Linked DNA regions of Macaca mulatta: region 1 is linked to region 2. A link is a contact called in public Hi-C data. All regions are on one chromosome and are shown on one strand. Each heading gives the region's core, a stretch centred on a gene start, on an enhancer-like site or on the middle of the called end of the contact. The rest is flanking DNA. Distances are from core to core; before and after follow the strand shown. Region 1 holds the start of ALDH4A1 (aldehyde dehydrogenase 4 family member A1). Region 2 holds the start of IFFO2 (intermediate filament family orphan 2).

The links. A called contact is a pair of places that touch in the nucleus more often than the background predicts.
Region 1: a contact with region 2 is called in a Hi-C map of cortical neurons, with 4 times the contacts expected there. The contact joins the promoter of ALDH4A1 here to the promoter of IFFO2 in region 2. A contact is called at or near these places in 3 of 14 Hi-C or Micro-C datasets (CD4 T cells, blood and cortical neurons).

The regions. Positions count from the first base shown.
Region 1 is chr1:222,079,166-222,084,379 of T2T-MMU8v2.0, forward strand. ALDH4A1 (aldehyde dehydrogenase 4 family member A1) reads left to right here and starts at 2,987. Exons shown (of 15, transcript XM_015126940.3): 1 at 2,987-3,080. The coding sequence starts at 3,019. It overlaps IFFO2 (intermediate filament family orphan 2), which reads left to right. Exons shown (of 8, transcript XM_028838838.2): 8 at 1-1,275.
Region 2 is chr1:222,026,861-222,032,291 of T2T-MMU8v2.0, forward strand. It overlaps IFFO2 (intermediate filament family orphan 2), which reads left to right and starts at 3,128. Exons shown (of 8, transcript XM_028838838.2): 1 at 3,128-4,136. The coding sequence starts at 3,472.

The DNA of each region.
Region 1 (5,214 bases), core at 1,737-4,236, 52 kb after region 2:
GACTAACTCTGTGGGTAGAACTCAGATGACCTAGGGAGAATTCAACCACTTACGCTTGGAATGGGAGGAGAGGGGGTGGGGTGGGGGAAGATTATAAGATGTAACTTAAGCTAAATGTAATCTATTTATAAAGCAAGAGACTCTCATCTATTTTTATGAAAGGAAGGGTTTTTTAATCTAGGGTAGGCAGTTGTGGTAGCCCAGCATTCTCCTGTGGACGAGAAATGGTGCATGTTGTTGCCGGATTGAATAGAACCCATTCCCCTCCCCATGCCTCGTCTTCTGTCCTCACTTTTGGTCATTAACACCCATGAGCAGCTTCAGCAGACTGTAGGTCCCACTTCACCCCATTCTCCTCTCCTCTGACCCCTCAGTTTCTTGGAAGTCTTGGGGTAGGTTGCAGGAAATTCAGAAGTGTGGTGGGTGGGGGAAGGGCCAAGGCACACTAGGGAGGGGACAAGCTGGGCTCTGGGGGTAGGCTCTGATTAGTTACTCTGACTCTGGTCTGCCGAGATCCATTTCCAACTCAGCTGCGCTGGGAGAGGGTTGGGAGGCAGCAGAGCATGGGTGACAGTGGGAGTACATGACTTCCTTGGAGCCTGGGCCTTTGTGGGTCCCAGGTGGTCAGGCAGCTGGAGTAGGAGTGGAAATGGCATAAGATGCTCATAGCCCAGCCCTGGCTGTGCCTACTCCAGGCCAAGCCTGGGCTGCAGTCCTTGCTGTGTTCCCCCCAGGGTCCTGGGGGAGGGATCAGGGTGCTGGGGGTTTCCTAGGACAGGGGTCTTCCCCCTTGAGACACCAAGCTCTGGCTCTGGAAGAGCTCTCTCCTGAAGTGGGGAGTCTGGAGGGGGCTGGGTGGGTGCAGGTAAAGCCAGATTCTCTCTGGAAGGGAATTTTCTATGAATGGATGATTTCCAGGCTCAGGGTGGGCTGTGTGTTAGTTCTGGGCAAATCCCTCACCAAGACCCCTCCCTCCCAAGCCCTCAAAGAAACGAGGCAAAGCCCTTCCCTGCAAGACCCCTTGTGGACGTTTCTGCATCTACCTGATTTTTAGCCCCATCCAGGGAGACTTTATACCCCATGATTCCATCCTGCCCCACCGTTGCTGTTGTCTGCCAGCTGGGTCTAGCATCACAGGGAAGGGGGGTTTATACTCACGGAAAGACTACTGATCCTACCGGAAACCAACCTGTTTACTGTACTGTTGTAAATATCATGCCCTTTATATCCTGTATATTGGCTTCTTTTAAATAAAGTGAAGTGTCTTAGAACTGATGGTGCTTTTTTTTTTGTTTTTGTTTTTAAATAGAAGATGAATCTGCTGTTGGGGGAGGGGTAAGAGGACTGAGGGTCACAGAAACACTCAAACTCATTAGCTAATTAGCCATAAAATAGGGGATGTCATATCACCTGTTACATTTGTAGCTCACAATAAAAGCTTTGGAAGATGATAAAGCAGGAATCATTACACACATTTTACTGAAGGGGAAGAGAGGACCCGAGACATCACGGGCTCAGTAACTGGCTTGGCCTGGTTTGGAACTGATGGCCTTTTAACCACAAAGTTCCCATTTCTCCAGGCTCTCCAACGTGCCCACACGAGGTCACCTCCCCAGGCTCTACATTTGACACTATCCAACGTTCTAGTTTTTCTTGTTAATGGGCACGTTCAGGGCAACATTGCCCTAATGTGAACTGAGCCCACCTGTCTAGGGTCTTCTCCAAAGATGAAGACAAATAGCCGCCACCAATTCCAAGTTGCTTTTTGCCATTCCTAATACTTGGCACTTTTCCCTCCCCAACTCTTCATTTAAATGTTTAAATTCTCCCAAAGTATCTTAAATGGTGTAATCCGGAGAAAAAGAAGTGGCCTAAGATCATGGGGGCATTGTGAGTTGGGTATTATTACCTCCGTTTTACAGATGAGGAAACTGAGGCCCAGAAAGGATCTGTAGTCTGCCTAGTGCCCTAATGAGGAACCAGAATCAGCATCGGAACTGACTCCTAAGCAGGTGCCCGGTTCATGCTGCTGGAAGAAATATAAACAAATTAGAAGAGAGAGTAAGGAAACGTAACATTACTTTAGGAATAGATTGGGTCCCTGAGACCTCGTCATCAGAGAAGACTTCAGAATCCAAGTTTTAAATAGCATTCGAGTGTTTACCAAGCACACAACATTTTGCAAAGCTGACATTTTTACTTGGGGGTAAAAGGCTCAGGAACAACATGGTTTTGCGGCCAAAGGCTTTAAAATGAAAAGCTAAGCGTTGGCCAGCTCAGGTTTTATCTTGCATTGATCGTAATCTGCAAGAAAGCTAAGAAGCTGGCCAGCGCTGGGCCTGGCGGGTATGTGGAGGGCGGCTGGGTCCTGGCCAATGAGGCTGGAAGGCAGGCTCATTCCACGGGCAGTGCCCGGGAAGCAGCAGGGGGCTGGCCGCGCTGTGGCCCTGCGGGGTCGAGGAGTCTGGTAACGGACAGGTTTCTGGCCTCGCACAAACCACTGGCGGCCTAAAAGAAGCCAGTCTGACGCCCACGGGACGCCGGGCACACACCAGAGGGCCGGGCGCAGCGAATCCTTCCGCCCCGCTTCAGCACGTGTCCCATTCCGGTTATCTCATTGGCTCTATTCAGCCCCTCTCTGCTCCACTTTGGAAGGCTGCAACAGGACCGCACCGTTGATTGGTTCAGAAGCTTTGGTGTGTCACTCTGATTGGTCGGAGGGGTTCACGCCCTCTCGGGTCATACCATAACGAGAGGAGGGGAAAACGCATGCATTTCAGGACTTCGCTTTCGGGTTCCCTTGCCTTGTGTTGTGTTATGCCCCTATTATGGCACGAACAGATACTTTTTATTAGCCGAAGCTAAATATAGTGGAACTTCGGCTGATCCCGAGCTCGGAGGACAGCCGGCGTGATCCGTTTCCCCCCGCGGATCGAGGTGGTGCGTTCTGGACGGGGCTGTGCATTCTAGCGGCGCCTGGGCGGACGAGCCAGCAAACAACCCCGCTGCGACCTAGAGATGCTGCTCCCGGCGTCCGCGCTGCGCCGCGCCCTCCTGTCCCGCCCCTGGACCGGGACCGGGTGAGTGAGCACGGGGCCCGGGACGGCCCGAGCGCGCGCCTGGGGCCCGGGAGCCTGGGAGTCACTGGGCGTCCCCAGCGCCGCACTCCCTCCCTGCCGGACCCCCAAGCTGCTTGGGTCACCGCCGGGTTCCTCACGGGCTCCCCTCCGACCCCCACACAGGCCTTTCTCCCACTGAGATCCCTTAGCCTCCTCCCTCAGGTAGTCACCTTACTTTAGCGAGGGGACCCCTCTTCCCGAATCCTGCGACCGAGTAGGGTGCCTCGGGGGCCCTGCCGGTTCCCACGCTCGGAAAGTAATCTCTGTAGTCACTCGTCTCCTAATACTGGATCTTCGCAATTTGCGAGCTTCCCCCGAGGGGCACCTCTGTTTTTTAGCACACCACACATCTCACTTCCCCACCCTCGTCCCACGTTCAGTGCCCCCATCCCGCCCCGGATTCCCCGAGTCCTCCTCTCCTTCTACCAGGACTTCTGCCTCTCTTTTCCGCTCCCCCCGCACCCCGCCGCCCGCTTTTTTTTTCACGTTAAATGTTGGACAGAAAAGAGGGACTCCTTTTTTCTTGTAGGTGGAATAATCGTATTTATGGGGTGCTTATAATGAACCAAATGCTGGCCAGGCACTTGGCAGGTGTCTTACCATGAGGATTAAGTGGTTATTACACGGGGAGTACCCTGAACAGTGCCCGGCCCAAAGGCAGCGCCCGGTTGTGATTATCACCATGATCATCATCATTATCACCTCTTTTTAAACTTCTCACTCCTGTGAGGCAGGTATTATTCCAAATAATGAAGAAAACCAGGAGCAGTTCAGGGGTGGAGCTGCCCTTCAAATCCAGATTTGCAAACCCTGCCATTGTGGAGCCCGGTGTCTGGATCCTTGCCCACTCAGTGACAAATATTCTCAGAGAGCCCCTCCAGCTCGGGGCTAGGTTTGGAGAGGTGGGTGGGACACAGACCCTGCCCCGGAGGGGATCCTAGTCTGGCGGGGCTGCGCACCTGTGGGTCAGCACCTCCTCCCATTTGAGTTTTGTTTGCTTGACTTCCGGGGCTGTTAGCGGCTCTCTCTCTCCTGATGAGCTGTGCCCTTTCTGAGTTAATCAGTGGCCCTCTCCCTTCCCCCAAAGGATGACATGGTGGTGCCCTGAACGCAAGTGAGTTTCAACCCTGCTGCGTGTCCTCTGTGAGTGAGGAGGGGATAGGAAAGGGTGCAGGAAGAGGACATGGGACAGAAGAGTTCCTCTTCTAGGCTGAGACTGGGGCCACACTTGCCATACTCCCTGTGCGATGCCATTTGCAGGCCTTGCCTGCACTCTGAGGCCCAGGAAGATGGGGCTTATAGAGTCCAGTGTTATACTGAGTGCCTACTGTGAGCTGATGCTCTACCAAACACCCTAGAGGTGAGGAGTACCCAGGGAATTTACATGGGGTAGGGCCTTTGAGGAGTTTTCAGCTTAATAGGGGAGAAATGCATAGAAAAAACCTCCGATATCTAGTAGAAAGCAATCCATATTCTAAAAGATAAGCCCATGATAACAATAATAATTATCAAGCAATCAGGCACCACGGGCTTAACACCGAGCCGATAAGTACCGTCTCATTTCTGTATTATCATGGGACATGATCTGCCATTCAGAGATATATGACTGAAATTACAGGTGGTCTAAATCCAGATTTATGCTCTGAATTATGAGGCCTCCTGAATTGAGAGGGGAAAGAGAAAGAGCGTTTCGCAACCGGTTCCCTGGGCTCAGGTTACTCCTTTGATGCAGCAGCTGGCCGCATGCCTAGACAGGATTTCTCAACCTCACCACGATTCACATTTGGGGCTACATTTTTGTTGTTGTGGAGTCTGTCCTGTGCACTGTAGAATGTTTAGCAGAGTCCTTGGCCTTTACCCACTCCATGTCAGGGGCACCCCCGGCCCTGACAGTTACAAAAGAAGTTCTGGCCCTAACAGGAAACACAAGTTCCCAGACATTGCCAGATGTTCCCTGGGGGACAAAAATCACCTCTGGTTGAGAGCCACTGCTCTAGAGGAACAGCTTTGGTATTCGATCACTTGTTCATGTACTCAACGAACATTTAGGGCACACCTGTGGCGTGCCGTGTCTGCATTTATGGGGAAACAGTTG
Region 2 (5,431 bases), core at 1,878-4,377:
ACAAGACTTCTGGCCTCAGATGCCTCCAGATTGATATGGGCTGGAAGTAGGGTGACACATTCGTTCTGATTTGCTCATTCAGATTTACTTTCCAGGTTTTAGCATCAAGATAAACCTTCTCAGTCCCTGATAAATTAGGATGGTTGGTCACCCTAGCTGGAGGACTGTTAGGTTAACCTCACCTCGCATTTTACCCACCAAGTCAAGACACGCAGCATCTCGCCTTTGTTCCTATGTGGCCACAGAACTATTTTCTAGCCATTTTGTTTGTATGTATCGTGTTTCTAGGGCTCAACTGAAAACCCTCTCAGGTCCAGCTACCACTTCCCTCAATTCCTTCAGATCTTCTGGGCTCTGCTTGACCATCTCCTTTCCCCCCTCCCCGCACCCCCTCCCATTCCTCAGGATGGTCTTTTTTGGTTGTCTCCATCAGCTCCCCTGGAACCCCTTTAGTTCCTTCCTCTGCATTTAATGCGGGATCTGTGCTGAAGCAGGTGCTCCACAAGTCATCACGGAAAGTCTGAATATCTCCAGGGCCCAGGGCAGGGCTGCCCCCACCCCCCAGGAGGGCTTCACACCCCAATTCCAGGGCAACTTTGTTGGCAGGACAGATCCTTCCTGGAAGAGGTTGCAGGGAGCCACTCCCCAGGTGTGACTTCTTAACCCTTTGTCTTCCATGGGACCACTCAGGCATTGGGTGGAGCCTGTGGACCCCTTCTCAGAATAATTTTTTACAACGGCATTAGGATTACAATGAAAAATCATTTACTAAAATAGATATCAAAGTATTAACAATTTGTCATATAGTGATATATGTTCTCCTTTACTAATACATTAAATAAGATTTAGTGGTGGATCTAATATGACTTTAATTTCACAGTTCTGGTAGCTTAGATGATATCTTGAGATGTTTACAGTAACTGTAGTGTGTTATGTAAATACCTGTGATTTCTACTAGTGACAAAATCACAGGGACATCTACTTGCTACCTACATTCATAATCAAAGGATATGTTAAAAACCATTGGACGGGCATGGTGGCTGTAATCCCAGCACTTCAGGAGGTCGAGGTGGGTGGATCACCTGAGGACGGGAGTTCGAGACCAGCCTGACCACATGGAGAAACCCCCATCTCTACTAAAAATACAAAAAATTAGCCAGGCATGGTGGCGCATGCCTGTAATTCCAGCTACTTGTGAGGCTGAGGCAGAAGAATCGCTTGAACCCCCAAGGTGGAGGTTGTGATGAGCTGAGATCGCACCATTGCACTCTAGCCTGGGCAACAAGAGCGAAACACTGTCCCGAACAAACAAACAAACAAAAAACCATTTAGAGATTAGTGAGGATAAAGATAAAACTTTTGTCCACCCCCGTGTCATGAACTCCCCAGAATTCTATCCTCAGTCTTCCTGGGGGTCCATGAACCTCTGCTTCAAGGCAAAGGGGTTTTGATTCTTTAGGTTGGATAAACAAGAACATCCTCAAGAGATGAGAGAATGAAGAGTAAAGGGCAGTGTCCAGATTGGGTTGGGTTAAGCAGAGAAAGGTTTCTAGATGGGTGAGTTTCAGAGCTGGGTGTTTAAGGTGAGTCCGTGTTGGCAGGAAGCAAGGAACTGCGGTTGAGGGAAGGAACTATGGGGAGGGTTTGCTTTTATGGCTAAATCAAAAACACAGCAGACTAACATCATAGCCACATCACTCCAGGGCAAGTCCGTGTCTCCTTTGTCACCAACAACACCAAGGCATTGTCCATGTAAGACAGTGTGCCTGTCCTCAAGCTTACATACAAAGAGACAAAACAAACACAAAAGTTAATAACAAGACAAACATTAAATTGCAATTTAAAAAATTCAGTCGGAAGAATCTGAAACATGCCACATATCTGGTTAAGTGCATACAATACAAGCCACAGGCGTTCACAGGTGGGGGTCACCTCCCCTCTGAGGTTTTCGGTGAGGACCAAATGCGGGAATGGACACGAGGCCAGCTTTGTGGAAGGCCGGTTAGAGTATGCACTTTGGACCATTGCGGCTACTTAACGTCTCAGTGACCTTCTCTGTAAAATGGGGATAATAAATAAGTATGGTGCCTGACATATACTGATGTTTGCAACATGATTCAGGAGACCCCAGAGACTGGAGAACTTGGCCTTTAACGTGGTAGGTGTGAAAACATTTGAATGAATGAATGAATGGTTCCTCGGGTTGCCTTGGTCTGCCCCAGGCTGCCCGCTAAGCCCCATGTCTGTGAAATGAATTCCCAGCTCTCGGGGTCAGCTTCATCTCAGCGTGTGGGTGTGGGTGGTGGGGAGGTGCTCAGCAGCTCAGCGGAGGCCAGGCCCAGGCCGAGTTTGTGGGTGTCATCCCGGGAGGGTCTTGCTCAGCCTCCCCAACCCCCATGCTGCTCGGCGCCTCAGTGGCGGGGGAACCGGCGGGCTTGGCGGTGCCCGGGTTGATCTCGGGGGGACGAGGCCGGCAGCTAGCGTCCGAGGAGCCCACCCCTGGGTCCGCAGCGTGGAGGACGTGCCGGCCTAGGCGCCGCCTTATCCCCGTAAGGTGGATCTGGGCCTCCCCAGGCTGGAGTGGGGGTGGGGTGCCGGTGCACCTTCGGATACTGTGATTCCCCCAGCCCTTCCAGCCGCGGTCGCCCACATCCGAAGGAATTTGGGGCCAGGGGCATTCGGGGCGGAGAGGACAGAGAAACGGAGCCCTCTCGGCAGGCGACGAGGGAGAGGAGCGCCCTAAAAAGTGGAAAGCGAGCTTTGCCGAGGCTGCTGGCCCCTTTAAGAGGCCCGGCTGGCTCTGCGGCGGTTCTAGCTAACTCGGTCCCTGGTGCAGCTCTGCGGTCCGGGTCCCCCAGCAGAGAATCGGCACCCGGCGGGGAGGCAGGACCAGACGCAGGAGAGGGCGTGGCCCCGCCGGGGAGCTGGGCGGAGTCGACGCTGCGGCGAAAGCGGGAGAACCCGGCGGTGGGCGGAGCCAAGGGTCTGTGGGTGGGGCCCGGCTCTGCGGGCCTCGTGGGGCGGAGCCTCTGGCTCCGGGAACGCCGCAGAGGGAGGAGGGGTGGGCGGGGCCGCGGTGAGGGCGGGGCCAGTGTCTGCAGTGGGCGGGGCCCGCCGCAGAGTGGGCAGTGCCGGCCGAGAGTCCTCTGCGTGCGGCTGCCGCGGCCCCTCCACAGCGTCTCTGACAGCCCGGGCGGTGCGACCCGCGACCCTTCTGGCCCCGCGCAGATACCGCGGCCTCTACCGCATCCAGAGGAGCGCCCGAGTGCCCTCTCTCGCCTCGGCGCCCGCATCCGGGGCCATCCGTCCCGCCGTCGCTGCGGAGGCCGCATCTGGCGCGCATCTGGAACCGCCCGGCCGGCCGCGCTGGAGCCCGCGCCCACCCTAGCCCGGCCGCGCCGGGAGCCCTGCCCGGAGCTGGAGCCGCACCTGGAGCCGCGGGCCCGGGGCCCTGAGCCGCGCAGCCGGCGCATGGTGAACTCGCTGCTGTTCGGGGAGATGGCCTTGGCCTTCGGCTGCCCGCCGGGCGGCGGCGGCGGGGGCTGCCCTGGCGGGGGCAGCGGCGGCGGCGGGGCCGGGCCGGGTCCGTCGCCGGTGACGGCGGCGCTGCGGGACGACCTGGGCTCCAACATCCACCTCCTGAAGGGGCTCAACGTGCGCTTCCGCTGCTTCCTGGCCAAGGTGCACGAGCTGGAGCGGCGCAACCGGCTGCTGGAGAAGCAGCTGGAGCAGCAGCAGAGCGAGCGCGAGCGGCGGCTGCGCTACAAGACCTTCTCCCGCGAGCAGGCCGTACAGACCGGGCCCGAGCTGCTGCGGCCCCCAGCGCCCGGCGGCGGGCACGGCCTCGGCAGCGGCGCGGCGGCCGGCGTCAACGCCAATGCCGTGGCCCTGGGCGGCCTGCCCCCCGGCGGCGGCTCGCACCCGCAGCACTACGGCCGCCTGCCCGGGACCATCTGGAGCTACACGCAGGTGCGGCGCACGGGCGGCGGCGGCGTGGAGACCGTGCAGGGCCCCGGCGTGTCGTGGGTGCACCCCGACGGCGTGGGCGTGCAGATCGACACCATCACGCCGGAGATCCGCGCGCTCTACAACGTGCTGGCCAAGGTGAAGCGCGAGCGCGACGAGTACAAGCGGAGGTGAGTGGCCGCCCCTCCCCCGCCACCCTGGGAGGGGGCGCCCAGGTCCAGGCTGCCGCGGAATGCGTGTGCGGGACGGGGGCCGGGCCGGCAGCTGGTCCTGGCAGGTGGGCTGGAAGCTGTGTTTGCAGAGTGCCTTACACATGCCAGGAAGGCCCAATTATCTAGATCCCAGGATGGGGGTGGGCGCTGGCTACCGTGGGGGCCACCTCGATGCTATCACTGGTTAGGCACATTGTTTTCTAGGTGACATAATAACTATCTGTGTTTTATGTGATCTCATTTAATTCTCAGCACAATACAGCGTGTAAGGCAGACTTATCCTCATCTTATAGATGAGGAAACCGAGGTGCAGAAGTGCTAAGTGACTTGCCTAAGGTGGCTTGGCGAAGGAGTTGTGAAACCAGGATTTCAACCAGAGATTTTAACCACTCCTGGCTAGTCTGTCTCCTAGCATAGGTATTTTTCCCAAGGAAGTAGGAAGTAGGCTCCCCTCCCTCAACAGATGAAAAGAAAAACTCTAACCAACCCACTGCCTTTTTATTTCTTGAATTAAATGAGATCATGTGTTTGAAAATGGATGGATCTGCCCCTGCCCCCTGGGGCCAGTGTCTGCCGTCTTGCTCCAGCTCTGTAACGTCCAGCTTGCTGGGTTGGATAACCACAACTATAGCAGACTGCTCACAAGCTTTTATAAAATGCCTCCTTTCATCCCTCTTCCCCCCACTCCCTGAGTTTCATGGTTTATTGAGCCCTAACAAACTCAGCCTTAAAAGCCCCCAGGAGAAGATAATGTTGGGTTGGAGACTGGACATTGAATGGACTGAGACCACCATCTCTGGCTAGAACTGGGGTCCAGACTCTGTAGGACTGGCCAGTGCATTCCTGCCCAGCTCAGATTCCCCAGCTGGGAAACTGTCATTGCTTCCTGCCTGCAGTCTGGCCAACAATACTGTCTGCTTGGCTTTCTGATGAGAGGAGAGGGGTCTCCTATCCTCCTCCTCTTCCCATAAGGGTAGAGGGGTCTGTCTTTGGCATCTCAGACCTGGCTGGGGGAGGGGCCCTCTGGCCCTGGCAGTCGCTGTTCCAGGCACGGGCAGCCTTCCACCCGGAGTTATTGGCTCTGAACTCCAGGGCTTGGAGGATGTACTGAGAAGGGCCCTACCTTCCATCTCTAAAGGTCTGCCCAGGGAGCTGGGCATAGGTCTCCTTCCTTATTCTCCCGTTGGACAGGCTAGCAACTGGGTAGAATTCAAAAGCCAGCCTTATACCTGCTGGTGAGATTATCAAACCAC